Linked DNA regions of Mus musculus: all the other regions are linked to region 2. Evidence: chromatin contacts called from public HiChIP or PLAC-seq and promoter capture Hi-C data. All regions are on one chromosome and are shown on one strand. The core of a region is the stretch at or near the end of the contact, and the rest is flanking DNA. Distances in the headings are between cores, read along the strand shown. Region 1 has its middle 15 kb from the start of Cast. Region 2 holds the start of Erap1 (endoplasmic reticulum aminopeptidase 1). Region 3 holds the start of E430024I08Rik (a long non-coding RNA gene).

What was found. HiChIP or PLAC-seq counts read pairs in DNA pulled down with a chosen protein or histone mark. Capture Hi-C pulls out chosen DNA fragments and counts their contacts.
Region 1: an H3K27ac HiChIP or PLAC-seq map of the NIH/3T3 cell line shows a contact between it and region 2, with 5 times the contacts expected there. The contact joins the enhancer-like site here to the promoter of Erap1 in region 2. A contact is called at or near these places in 6 of 39 promoter capture datasets (the 3T3-L1 cell line, 3T3-L1-derived adipocytes, the C10 cell line and 3 more), 12 of 115 datasets of contacts at active chromatin or transcription factors (the 230-238 cell line, the NIH/3T3 cell line, acute myeloid leukemia and 5 more) and 2 of 9 other capture datasets (adipose tissue and pancreatic islet).
Region 3: a promoter capture Hi-C map of adipose tissue shows a contact between it and region 2. The contact joins the promoter of E430024I08Rik here to the promoter of Erap1 in region 2. A contact is called at or near these places in 2 of 115 datasets of contacts at active chromatin or transcription factors (bone marrow-derived macrophages and effector CD8 T cells) and 2 of 9 other capture datasets (adipose tissue and macrophages).

What each region holds. Positions count from the first base shown.
Region 1 is chr13:74,820,233-74,824,841 of GRCm38.p6, forward strand. No RefSeq gene overlaps it. Among named protein-coding and RNA genes, the nearest start is that of Cast, 15 kb to the left of the region's middle. Within about 2 kb of position 2,064, at least 46 of the 459 cell types and tissues checked have an H3K27ac peak or open chromatin away from gene starts, as enhancers often do. A contact at or near this core is called in the NIH/3T3 cell line and bone marrow-derived macrophages, where this site is marked.
Region 2 is chr13:74,638,482-74,643,213 of GRCm38.p6, forward strand. Erap1 (endoplasmic reticulum aminopeptidase 1) reads left to right here and starts at 1,372. Exons shown (of 19, transcript NM_030711.5): 1 at 1,372-1,412.
Region 3 is chr13:74,461,607-74,465,714 of GRCm38.p6, forward strand. E430024I08Rik (a long non-coding RNA gene) reads right to left here and starts at 2,006. Exons shown (of 8, transcript XR_003950546.1): 1 at 1,603-2,006; 2 at 976-1,060.

The DNA.
Region 1 (4,609 bases), core at 814-3,313, 180 kb after region 2:
CCTGTAGAAGTGGGTTTGGATGGGGGGTACATTGACAACCCTACCCCTATCTCCAAAGTAGCAGTTTAAATCAATGCAATCAATACAAAGGAGAAGAGGGGTTTCCAATGGGAAGAGCTTCTAAAACCAGAGTGGTCTAGATTAGAGCTTGGATATTGCTTGTGATAATTTGAAATGCCCTCGCTTTTCCTTAGCTGTCTTTGTGGTAGGTAGTTAATAACATCGTTGACCCAATGCTTTTAAAGCCAGGGTACAACCAGTATATTGTAAAATTTAATGGGTCACTATTGGCAATTTTAATCCCAGTACTTAGGAATCAAACCTCTGTGAATTCAAGGTCAGCTTGATCTATGTATAGATCAATATAACTAAAACAACATAGAAACAAACAAAGAAACAAGTAAATAAAGAGAGAAATAGAGAGGGTGACAGATAACGATGGAAGGAAAACAGACATATAGAATATAAAACTTAAGCATGGCCTGCCATCATCATCATTTTGAGTAATTTATTTCTGTAAGCCAATATTTTCAACGTTGAGTCAATTTCTTTTAAAAGGAAAGAAAAGAAAACCATATTGAATACTTTACCAGAGACACAGGTAGACTTCCTGTTGTATGTTCCAGACTGAAATAAAGCTGAGTCAGAAACTATCACTGTGTATTAAAAGGCATTTTTCATAATCCTTATTTTTATGGTCTTTTTAGAATTTTCCCATTTATATTTGCACATTTGTAGGGCATATTTTACATTAGTATGCTTTTACTTGACAATAAGTAATGAAGATTAGATTTGTTTTATGAAACTTTATGGTGTACTTATTTGAACAAATTATAAGGATTTGCTGCAGGATAGAATCTTTTTTCTTCATGAGGACAATGTAAGAGAAAAGTTAGAACAATCTATCAAGAACTGATTTGCATACTTTATATGTATTTTGGTTATTCTCTGAATGTGTTGGCGCTTTTAGTTCTTAAGTAACTAGCTCAAACGAAAACCAGGAAGATTATTTCAGAGCTATAAAACGCTTCTCACAATCAATGGCTTCTGAGTGCAACTGGCCTTCCATAAAGCAGTGTGGCACAGCAGAGGGCTGTGAGAATGCTTAAGTGCTCCATTCCCACTCCCTTCCCTTTCCTTGGAGGCCTGATGGTTCTTGTTGTAGAGGCTGGGTTCCTGGTCTTCAGTTCCTATAATGAAGCCCAGGTCTGGCTTCCTGCCACAGTTCCTGCCACCTGGAGATGTTTTTCTTTATCTAGTTTTCACTACCCATTGTAGAAAGTAGACCTGTTTGGGTGAGTTCAAAGCAAATGTAAGTTGGGGAAGGAATAGGATGGTGGACAGCTGATTGTCCACTCCAAAATAAATAAATAAATAAATAAATAAATAAATAAATATAAATTAATAAGGAAGGATCTGAGTGAAATTAAGCAGAAATTCAAAATGGTGTCTGTGCAGGCCCATTGTCATCTCTAGAAATTAATGGATATAATACGTTTGTTTTGAATTTGTTCACTTTTATACTTACACATTTATAAAATACATTTTTATTATTATTAAATTGACTTAAAAAAATCAAGATTATTCATGTGACCAAACTGTCTTTGTCTAAAGTGACACTTTTTTCTTAATAAAAAGAACTGTGACATGTAGGCCATTAGAAAGCCTCTCTTCAGCACGTTGTCTTCATGTAATTGTCTTCATGTAGTAATCTGAACCTGACACAGAAAGGAAAAGAAGAAAAAAAAGCAAACCCAAGGACACAGGATAAAAGTCAATGATTGCACACTTGCCTAGCATGTACAAGGTTCTAACCCAGTATCCCAAACAACAATATTTTTTAATAATTTTAAATAAAATAAGTAAAAACTTATACATGTAATATGAAATGATTTGCAAGAAGAATACAGACTACTATAAACACGAGAGAGAAGTGCCATTTGGCAGACACTGAAACACAGTTTTACTCATGATGATTTTATTTTCTGAGTCAGGTCTAACCAGATCTTCTACAGTGCTGTGTTTGGGTGTGGTGTTGGAAGTCTGTGGTGAGTCACACTGATGATCAACCACGGGATTTTTTTCTCTCTCTCTTTACAATGGAGGAATGTGGTTTGTTGAGCATATCACCCACTCTGAAGGCCTTCTGGATATTCTCCAAACAGGCTTGTGTTGGTGTGTGCATGCAATTCCAGCCCTTGGGAGACCGGGAAGATGGAGTTTGAAGTCAGTCTAAGATGCATGAGGGAAATCTGTAAGGAAAAAAAAAAAGCAGGGGGCGGGGGGGGGGGGAGGGAAGAGGAGGGAAGGAGGGACAGGAAGAAGGGGAGAAGATGAGGAGGAAAAGGAAGGGAAGTGGAAGGGAGAGGAAAGGAAGAAGTCTTTGAAAGAAGAAATGAAGGCCAGACACATATAAATATATATACATATATACATATATATGCATACACACACATACACACATATATATATACACCCATATATATAAAATTGAATTTTTGTTGGCAATAGACATATAAAAATTCAGATTATATATGTATGCACATATACAAATATGTATAATATAAATTTTCCTATAATTAATTATGAAAATAGAGAGAGACTTAGATTTAGATTATTTATTTATTTTATATGTGTGAGTGTGTTGCCAGCATCTATGTCTGTGCACTACATGCATACCTGGTACCCAAGGAGGTCAGAACAAGACATTATATGACATGAAGCTGGAGTCATGGATGGTTGTGAAACACCATGTGGGTGCTAGACATTGAACCCAGGTCCTTCCTCTCAGAGAGTAACAATTGCCTTTAATCATTGAGATACCTTTCTAGCCCCAAGATGACAACTTTGTTTTCAGTAGGAGGTAATGAACTGGATATAGATATTAGAAAAAAAAGAAACTATTAATTTTATTTCTGTCATAAAATGATTTGTATGAGTTAATTTCTATGAATCACTTTGACCAAAGAAATTCATCTAATTTTCTTTCTTCCTTCCTTCCTTCCTTCCTTTCTTCCTTCCTTCCTTCCTTCCTTTCTTTCTTTCTTTCTTTCTTTCTTTCTTTCTTTCTTTCTTTCTTTCTTAAACGCGTTGTGACGGCGAATGTGGGGGCGGCTCCCAACATTTCTTTCTTTCTTTCTTTCCTTCCTTCCTTCCTTCCTTCCTTCCTTCCTTCCTTCCTTCCTTCCTTCCTCCTTTCTTTCTTTCTTTCTTTCTTTCTTTCTTTCTTTCTTTCTTTCTTTCTTTCTTTCTTTCTTTCTTTCTTTCTTTCTTTCTTTCTTTCCTCCTCCTCCTCTTTCTTCTTTTCTTCTTCTTCCTTCTTCCTTCTTCCTTCTTTCTTCCTTCTTCCTCCTGCTCCTCCTCCTTCCTTCTCCTCCTCCTTCCTTCTCCTCCTCCTTCCCCTCCCCCTCCCCCTCCTCCCCCTCCTCCTCCTCCTCCTCCTCCTCCTCCTTCTTCTTCTTCTTCTTCTTCTTCTTCTTCTTCATATTATTATTAAATCTTTTTTGACAGTTCAGTCATTATCTCCCTCCTGTTCTGCCCTTTTGCTGTTCCTCATCACATTCCTACTCTCTTCTCTCCAAAACAATGTCCCTACTCCGTTACCCCACCAGGCCTCTCCACTTCCTGGGGCCTCAAGTCTCTTAAAAGTTAGGCGTTTCTTCTCTCACAGAGGCCTTGCCAGGCAGTCCTCTGCTGTATATGTGTCAGGGACCTCATATCAGCTGGTGCATGCTGCCTGGTTGGTGGCTCCTGCTGGGAGATCTCAGGGGTCTGGGGTAGTTGAGACTGCTGGTCTTCCTATGGGGTTGCCCTCCTCAACTTCTTCCAGCTTTTCCCTAATTCAGCCACAGGGTGTCTCCAACTTCAGTTCATTGGTTGGTTGTAAGTGTCTGCATCTGACTCATTCAACTGCTTGTAGGGTCTTTCATGATAGGATCCTTTCTGCATTCCATAGTCTCAGTAATAATGTCAGGCCTTGGGGCCTCCCCTAGAGTTAGATCTCACTTTGGGTCTGTCATTGGACCTCCTTTTCCTTAGGGACCTTTCCATTTTTGTCCCTGCTGTTCTTCTAGACAAGAACAATTCTGGGTTAGAGTGTTTGACTGTGAGATGGCAACTCCATCCTTCACTTGATGCCCTATCTTTCTGCTGGAGGTGGACTCTACAAGTTTTCTCTCTCCACTATAGGGCGTTTCATCTAAGGTCCTTCTTTTTGAGTTCTGAGAGTCTCTTACCTCCCAGGTATCTGGTATATTCTAGAGGGTTCCCTCATCTCCTACCTCTCAAGGTTGCCTGTTTCCATTTTTTCTGCTGGCCCCTACAATACCTTCTCATGTTCCCCCTCTTCCTCCCCTGTCCTCTTTACCACCCAGGACTCTTGTTCTGTCTCCCCTCCTGTGATTGTTTTCTTCTTCCTCCCAAGTGGGATTGAGGCATCCTCACTTGTATCCTTGGGCTTGTTAACCTTGAGTTCTGTGGATTGTATCCTGGGTATTCTGCACTTTTTTGGCTAATATCCACTTATTACTGAGTACATAACATGCATGTCCTTTTGGGGCTGAGTGACCTCACTAAGGATGATATTTTCTAGTTCATTTGCCTCCAAAAT
Region 2 (4,732 bases), core at 122-2,621:
TGTGCATAAATGTGCTAGTTTGAATAAGTTTAGCCCTCATAGACTGATGTGTTTCTATGCTTGGCCCATAGGGAGTGGCACTATGAAGAGGTGTGGCCTTGTTAGAGGAAGTCCATCACTGTGGAGTTGGGCTTTGAGCTAACCAATGCTCAAGCTCTGAACAGTGTAGAATCTGAGTATTCTTCTGGCTACATTCGGATCAAATATAACGCTTGGTTCCTCCAGCACAAGTCTGCCTGCACCATTCCATACTTCTCACCATGCTGATAATGGACTAAACCTCTGAAACTGTAACCCAGCCCCCAATTAAATGTTTTCCTTTGTAAGAAAAAAAAATGTCCCTGGTGGTACATAGTTTTTGCAAAAACAAGCATTGAAAACAGTGTTGAGAAATAATGCTCAGAGGCTTGGATGCCAAGTTCTCAAAGGGCAGGACACTGAGAACTAGGCCTAAGCAAACTGGGGAACAGCCAGGATAATATTTGGACAGGAACTAGAATGTGTGTTTGATTACTTCTGTGTAAAACTGGCTTTAAATTTATTTATTTAAATGTAGGAGTGCTGCATGTTCACCTACCTGCCAGAAGAGGGCATCAGATTCCTTTCTAGATGGTCGTGAGCCACCCTATAGTTTCTTGGGAATTGAACAAATGAACTCTGAAAGAGCAGCGGGTTCTTAACCACTAAGCCATCTAACCTTGCCTGGCAGCGGTAGCACACGCCTTTGATCCCGGCTCTCCAGGCGGATCGGCAAGTACGAGGTCAGACTGATCTACAGCTAGGGCTGTTTCAAGACAGCTAGGGCTGCACAGAGAAATCCTGTGTTGAAAAACCAAAAATAAATAAATAAATAGCAATCCTCTGTAGTGTAGTGTCTTTTCCTTATTAGGGGTAGGGAAGTTCTGGGGGCCACCTCTAATCTCCCCCCCCCCCCCCCCAGCATATAAGGTACCTACACTGAACAGAAAATCCCCAGAGCACTCAGAATTTGACTTCCCAGGTTGAATCTTTTGGGGGTGGGGCAGGGCTCTCAGATGAAAACATCTGCATCCAATAGGTGTCCTTCCAAGTTGGCAGGCCAATGCCATTTTGAGCACTACCTTTGCACATTGCTGCATTTCTTCCGTTAGTGAAGTTAGCAAACAAAACAAATACACCACGAGATGTGGAGGAGAAAAAAGTCCACGTTTTGATGGGTGCGCCTCCCTGCCTGGTGCTCTGCCAGTCCTGGAGAATGCATTCCCTATCAGGGTCCCTAACTTTGAGTTCCCGAAGCCCTGGCTAGATCCCTTAGGCTTGCTCTCTTTTAGCGCCTTAGCAGGTTCACTTCACCCTCAGCCCCACGTGCCCTGCCGGTCCACCTTCACTTTCACTTTCGGTCCCGGGCGGCCAGACTGGCGGCTGTGATGAAGGTGAGGAGTCTCGGCCTGGCCCGGTGGAGGACTGGGCCCGCACGGTACAGGGCTGTGGGCAGCTGAGGGTGGGCTCTGGCTAACCGACCCCGGTGGAGGCCCGGGCTCAAGTGCGCAGGACGGGCGCGGAGGATCGGGAGCAGGAGTCTGAGCACGCCGAGGAGCGTGAAGCCCCGGCAGGGCGCTGCTGGCCGGCCCGGCCCGGAGAAAGCCGAGGCTGCCGGGCCGGCGTACTCGCTGGCTCGAGTGAGTCACTGGCAGGAGCTGACCACGAGCCGCCTAGCTGCTGGAGACTGGCCAGCGGTCCATCCCACTAAAGCCTAATGGCGACCAGGGAGGACTGGGCGGACCTAGGGAGCGGCCTGTGGAGAACACCTTGAGAGTATTCCCAGAGAAAGCGAAGAAGCGCTGGGGAGGGCACAGAGTGTCCGGAAGGCTCCCTCTCTTCCGCCTGTACTCCCTGCAAACCGGGCCCCACTCCCAACTCGGTCCCTCTCCCCCTCCCTCTCCCGCTCCCCTCTCCCTCCCCCTCCCGCTCCTGATCACTATCTGGATCCCGCCCCCCAAGGCTACATGAGGCCATTATAGAGAAAGCTTTATTTGAACTTGTTTGAGCAAAATGAGTGCCTTTTCTGTTATGTTGCTAGAATGGTTAATTTCCTAAGAGGAAGGGAAGGACCAAGAGAACACACTTTGTTTAAACTTTTATTGATGGTTCTTTGGGTAACCCGGGTTTGGAAAGACAAACTGTGTTTTCTTTAGAAAGCCAGAATTCCTGTCAGCTCCATATATGGTCAATAATTTAAAACCTTTTTAAAATTGGCCACAGTTGTCAAAGCTCCCACCTCCACCCCTTTCCTGCCATAGGTTTTTTTTTTTTTTTTTTTTTTTTTTTTTTTAGATTTATTTATTATATGTAAGTACACTGTAGCTGTCTTCAGACACACCAGAAGAGGGCATCAGATCTTGTTACGGATGGTTGTGAGCCACCATGTGGTTGCTGGGATTTGAACTCCGGACCTTCAGAAGAGCAGTCTGGTGCTCTTACCCACTGAGCCATCTCACCAGCCCCCTCCACCCCTTTCCTGATCAGATTTGGAAATGTACCTTGAATCAGCAGCTTTTTAAGGTGGCCCCAAGAGGAAAATTCTAGTATATTTACATAGTTTTAATTCTGCATTGAAATACTTTGTTAGAAGTGACGAGCCATTTTCAGTGCATGTTAACAGAAGTTGGATTATCCTGGGGGCTGTTTGAAAGCTTATGTGTTGCTGAGATTGTTTTACATTCAGTCCTAATACAAGTGGGAAATCATCCAAACAATTACCTTTAACTTCCCTGAGGACCATGAGGAGTCAGAATCTCCACATACAGCTTAAATAAGATTTCTAAAATGGCAGCAGACTCTCTGGCTTGAGCTAAGTTAGGTGATAGAGCCTAACTTAACAGAGGATAACTTCAGTTTCATCACATGAAAAAGGAAAGTATTTTACAACGTTCTTAAACTTAAAACAAAGCCTGGAGTGGTATGACATTATTATATCTGTGCTAAGAGTCCTCCTAGAAATTTTATTTGGGAGTCTTCTTTCAGACATCAAAGTTTTACATGTTAATAAATGAACCCACAATTCTTTCTTCCTTTTCAAGTTATTGTGTTCCAGGTACCACTGAGACACCAGTTCCATTCAGGTATGGTTGGTTTATTGAACGAACACTCCAAGACTGATTTTACTAAAGGATTCAGTGAGGAGTCAGGATCCAGAACTGTGACTTCAGACAGTCCCCAGAAGCAGTTTTTATATGGGAAAAAACAAACAGGCGCATTTACAACCTTTGCAACGTTTAGGCTATCTAGCCTAGGGGATCTCTAAAGTCCATGAGGTTCCTGACACAGCACAATAACAAATTGGTTTTACCAGGGCAAGGAACAATAATAGGTCAAGTTAAGGTTAAGAGCTACAAAATGAAGGTTGAGGTAATATAGCAGAGCTATTGTCAAGTTCTAATATTTAACAATTGTACTTCTAGGCTTTTCTAGTTCAATAAAAGACACTGATCCCTATTTGATATTCATTCTAGACATTCTTGTAGTCTTTCTTAATAACTGTTCTCTCTCCTACCCCAACTTCTAGCTCATCCTAAATACAGAGTAGTCCCACTCCCTTGCAAACTTATCCCTAGGCTTCCTGCTTTTTGCTTTCAATTCTTTATTGTAATACCAGAGCTAAACATACTAGAACATGACCTAAGATTGGTTAGGATTAGCCAAAGAATTTTAACAGTGAAATACCTCTCACTGCACTGGGTTTTATCAAGCCCCTCTCATGTAGGTGCTGTGTGGGAATCTAAAGACCATTGCATTATTGCTTTCCAGCAGTCTCCAGTGCAAAAGTATAGGAATAAATGCACTAATGAGAGCATTATGAAGCAGGGCTAGGAAAATGCCATGAGGGGGACACAGAAAGTACTGGGAAAGGTCAAAGAAGTGTTTTCTTGTGTCTGGAATATTCCAGGAAGGATTCTTAGGGATGCCTTATTTGAATTGAACCTTGAAAGATAGGAGAAAAGTATTGAGGGAAGGGAATCCCGGAAAGAGGTGTAGATGGAGAAAAACTTGCCATGTTCAGTTTGAGAATTGCCAAACCCAAAATGTATATTAGGCATGGGTTGTAGATGGGGTGCGTGGATAGAGCCTTGGTTCCCAGACTTGGGGTTGGGGGTGAGGGGTGGGGATAGAGAACCTGGTTACCTGACTCGGCAGTCTAGGGGGAAGAGGGGCCTTGGAAGACTACTTTGGTGATGGTTTTCAGTCCGGTGATGAAGAACCTTCATCTCTGTGACTCAGTTCCAACATCCAGTGAGTGCCCGTGGATCACCAGATCAAAGGACACAGTCCTTTGGGAAGCTATGTTAGGAAAGAGAAGAAGACAAGTGAGAAAAAATTAGTCCACTAAAATGTCATAAGTTTCAAGATAAAACTCTCCTGGATTCAACAGAACACATAAATCAGTGGCATTTAATGGCTACTGATAATTTTAAACTTATTCCCTTAGATTAGGTACAAATATAAGGCAGATAATTTACTTTTTAGGAAAGACCAAGTACTTCTGTGAGATTGCCTCATCTATCCACTGACTTTTCATAGATAAGCACTGACATTTGTTATGTCTGTAGCATACCCTAGTTTGGTTTCCTTTTATTGAAGCCTTCAAACACAGTTACATTCCCCCTAGTCCCATTATACGCTCATTTGTGCTAAGTTCTCGGTGTGAGGCCTTACCACACTAGCTGCTCATGAGCCTGTCAACTCAGAAACACTT
Region 3 (4,108 bases), core at 756-3,255, 180 kb before region 2:
ATACCATACAGCTCCTTCAATCCTTCCCCTAACTCTTCCATAGGGTCCCTGACTGGAGTCCATTGGTTGGCTGTAAGTATCTGCATCTGTCTCAGTTACTGGTAGAGCCTCTCAGAGGACAGCCATGCTCAGCTCCTGTCTGCAAGCACATAGGTGTTTTTCCTTCTCAAATGGATGTCAACCAGTGTAATTTTTCCATGTGGCAGAACTATGCTTTTCTCAATTAGAAAACGGGAGCTTTAGGCACACCAGGCATTAATGTTGGTTGTGACTCTGTAATGATGGATTGAGCAGCTTGTTACAGACCTGCTTTTTGCTTTGAGCATGTGCCAAGTGGCTGGTTGTACATCACAGTTGTCTCTCCTTTGTTATAGTTTGGAGCCAGCTGTGTAGACAAACCTGGGGAGCAAACATGTGAATCCTAGCATCCTAGTCTCTAACCGGCCTGCTTAGCATACTAACCTGTGGGGTGTTTTTGACACAGTCCTCCATCAGCTAAATGCTACTTACTGTCACTATTTCTTAAGCTTGGTAAACCATTTAAATCATCAATTCTACTCTTCTACATCTCAGCTTAGTATGGGAGTGCTACCCAACACATGAGATGCCTTTTAACAGCTCCACAAAATTAACTACAAATGGATCTTATACTTAATAGGTAAATGCTGGGGGCAAAACTTATAGAAGATTCAAGAGAAACTAGGGCTCTCCAAGTTTGGCATCCTGCCCGTGAAATTTCTACAAGCAAGCCCCTAATCCTAATGTTTTGAGCTGATTCAGCCCTGATACTGATGTTATTCAGAGTTCACCGCCTGTTTTAGCAAGTGAGGAGCATCACAAAGGACCGCACAATTGGCCACATCTGGTTACATCTGGCTGAGGCTTCCCATACAGCCCCAGAGAGGACACACCACCTCAGCTCCCACTGCTCAGCCACCTGCCCCTACCCATTATAGACAGTAACCATGCGCTTACCATGTTTCAAAAACGGAGCTTACTTGAGGTCCACTCACAGCACCCAACAGCAGCGCTCAAAGCAAGACACAGAGACGGTTCAATCCTGTAGAGCAAAAACAAACTTCCAGCAAGGCATCCGGAAGACCCCGCCTCATTGTCTGACTGGCAGTTCGCCCTGGAATCCTTGATTGGCCAGCGAGTCTTACCCCGCCTCTAGATTAAAGTGTGCTTCCTGTCCCGGTCCAGTCCTTTTACAGATCTCGGGAGTGGTTTGCATTCGGGTGGCATTTGTGCCTATCCTCCTAGAGCCTCCTCTATCTGTGGTCCCAGGCCGACTTTGAGGAGGATCCACCATTGCAGCTCCGGCTGTTCATCCGCCTGCTCCTCCCCTTTGTGGGCAGTGATCTCGCACTCACCATGTCTCAACTTCGGAGCTCGCTTAAGGTCCCCAATGGCACCCAACAGCATTACTCAAAGCAGGACGGAAAGGACTATTCACTCCTGCATTCCAAAACGAACGTGCAGCAAGCCACCCGGAAGAACCCTCCTCATTGTCTGACTGGCAGATCCGCCTGGGGCCCTAGATTGCCCAATGAGTCTTACCCCTCCTCAAGGTTAAATAGAGCTTCCAGTCTTGGGTCAGACCTTTTCCAGATCTCTGGTCTGACTTGCTCTCCATTAGCATTTGTGTCTATCCTCCGAGCGGTGGGAGTGGAGACAGCATTTCAGCTCAGGCTGTTCAGCCGCCTGCTCCTTCCCGTTGTAGCAGTGGTCCTGCACTCACCATGACCTACTTCCTGGCTTGCTTGAGCTTTCCTCACAGCACTTCCCCTTCTTCCTGAAATCAAGGTCGCTAGCCTTTTACTAAACTGGGAGTGGAGTTATCAATCTGGCTCACCAGTGGAAGGATGCCCAGGATAATAACACTAAAGAGGATTTTAGGATACAAGAGTTTTGTTTTGTAGCTTGATGCTGGACCAGGGGAAATGCAGGTCCTTTTCACCAAAGAGGTATGAAACAACCTTGGGAGAAAACCAGGAAAGAGATGACAAACAGTGTAGAGCACTGTTGTTAGCCAGCGCATCTTCCTCAGTGGCAGGGTGGAGACAAACCACAGTTGTATTAGTACAGATAATCGTACCTCATCTCATAGGACGAATTTCTTTATGTATGTAGAAAGGGGATTAATAGAATGTCTCACAGACAGTGGTCCTCCTAGTCCAATAATGGCTTAGCACATTCATTGCCAAGGGAAAGAAGAAAAATCAAGGACTTGTTGAGTTCACATTGCTTGATATCTCAGCGGATCTTGAGAACTTACCAGAATTCTGAAGAAATACGTACTTACTAATGCCAGTTTAAAAACAAAACAAAATGAATGAATGAACAAACAAAACACCTTGCTAAAAAATGTAGGGAAAGAAGTAGACAATTTGAAAGAACTTCCCTGTTTAAGGTCCTTTATGTATGTAGGTTTCAGAAAGAATGTGTAGCCTGGATTAAAGGTGGATCTTAAACTCTCAAAAGACCAAGATATAGCAAGGGTTTCTCACTTCAAAAGGAATAATTAAGAAAACTCCCTTACAGGATGCAGGGTTAGAGTTAGGGGATTAGAGGGTTAGGATTAAGATAAAGAGTGTTTAGATTAGGGTTAGTGTGGTTAGGGTTACAGGTTTAGGGTTAGGCTCAGGGTTAGCACAAAGATTTTGCTGTGCTATGTGAAATCAGCTCCTGTCTCTTCTCTCATCTGCCTTCCCAGTCCTCTTTTTCATACTATCAGCATCTTCCTTCCTGCCCCAAAGAAAGTCATAAGGGGGCTATGCAAGAACCCGGAATTCCCTGATGGGAAATAGGTTTACTTTACTCAGGGGCCCAGTTCTCATACAACAGAAAACCACTATTTCTTCAGTTGTTGTTTTAAATTTCACCTAGGGAATCCTCTTAAAATGTAAGCAATCATGGGGCTTGGTGTCTTTTTTTGATAATGATATAAAGCATAGACCATTTAATTTTACCAGGTCTTTAGGTAATATAACCACATGGTTCAAGATCAAATGGTAGGCACCATTATTCTTGATGGTCCCACCGAGTCAATAGTATCCCTATTACACAAAGAAGAAATATCAGACTTACAAAGTATTCGTTTTGCATCTTAATGTTTTGTTTTGTTCTGATTCTAGTAACTTCTACCTTACAGATTTAATGGCTCCTCAAAAGAACCTAAAAGTTTTCCCATCCACATACCTCCAAAAGTGGCATACTAACAAAGGATACAATGACTTTGATATTCACAGATCCCAACAGACAAGTATAAGTTACTAAGTGCTAGTAAGGCATTTTTTTAAGATTTTTTTTTAATGTCCATGAATATACACTGTAGCTGTCCTCAGATACACCAGAAGAAGGCGTTGGATTCCATTATAGATGGTTGCAAGCCACCATGTGCTTACTGGGAATTGAACTGAGGTCCTCTGGAAGAGCAGTGCATGCTCTTAACAACTGCGCTATTGCTCCAGCCCGAGGAAGGCCTTTTTAATGTGACTGATTTAGAATATCCATAGTCGCATAAGAAACACCTTGTCAATTTTGTGTATGTAAACCCAGTGAACTCACTGACATCTTTCATTGAACTATGATAATTTTGAGATGTGGTGCCATTGAGAACTTAGAAAGAGGGGATAAACATACCTTGTTCCCCACCCCTGAATAAATGTTGTCATAGTAGAATGTGAATTTATTTGTTAAACTTATTGTATCTTATGATATTAACAAATATAAAATGTTAGAATGATCGAAAGAAAGAAATAGTTTTAATAAAGAAGGATTCATATATAGATTAGGATGGAAATTTCCAAAAATGAGAATTAAAAAAACTCCTACAAAGCCTTTGGAAGTTCTGAAGGAATAAGTGAGGCATTTAAGGCACTTAGAGTATGACACTTATGGTAAATATTATGGAATAAAAGTCTCTGTCTTCAGATGAACATTTATGACAAACTGCCTGTAATCTAAGTTTAATTCTATCCTGTGTCCAGGCTATATTGAGGAGAGTCAAAATATGGGGATGATTCCCTCAGAGCTTCCAAGGGAAGTCACACTCAGTCTACCCAAGGGTATTGAGAAATATTCACTAAGAGGGAAAATAGTACAA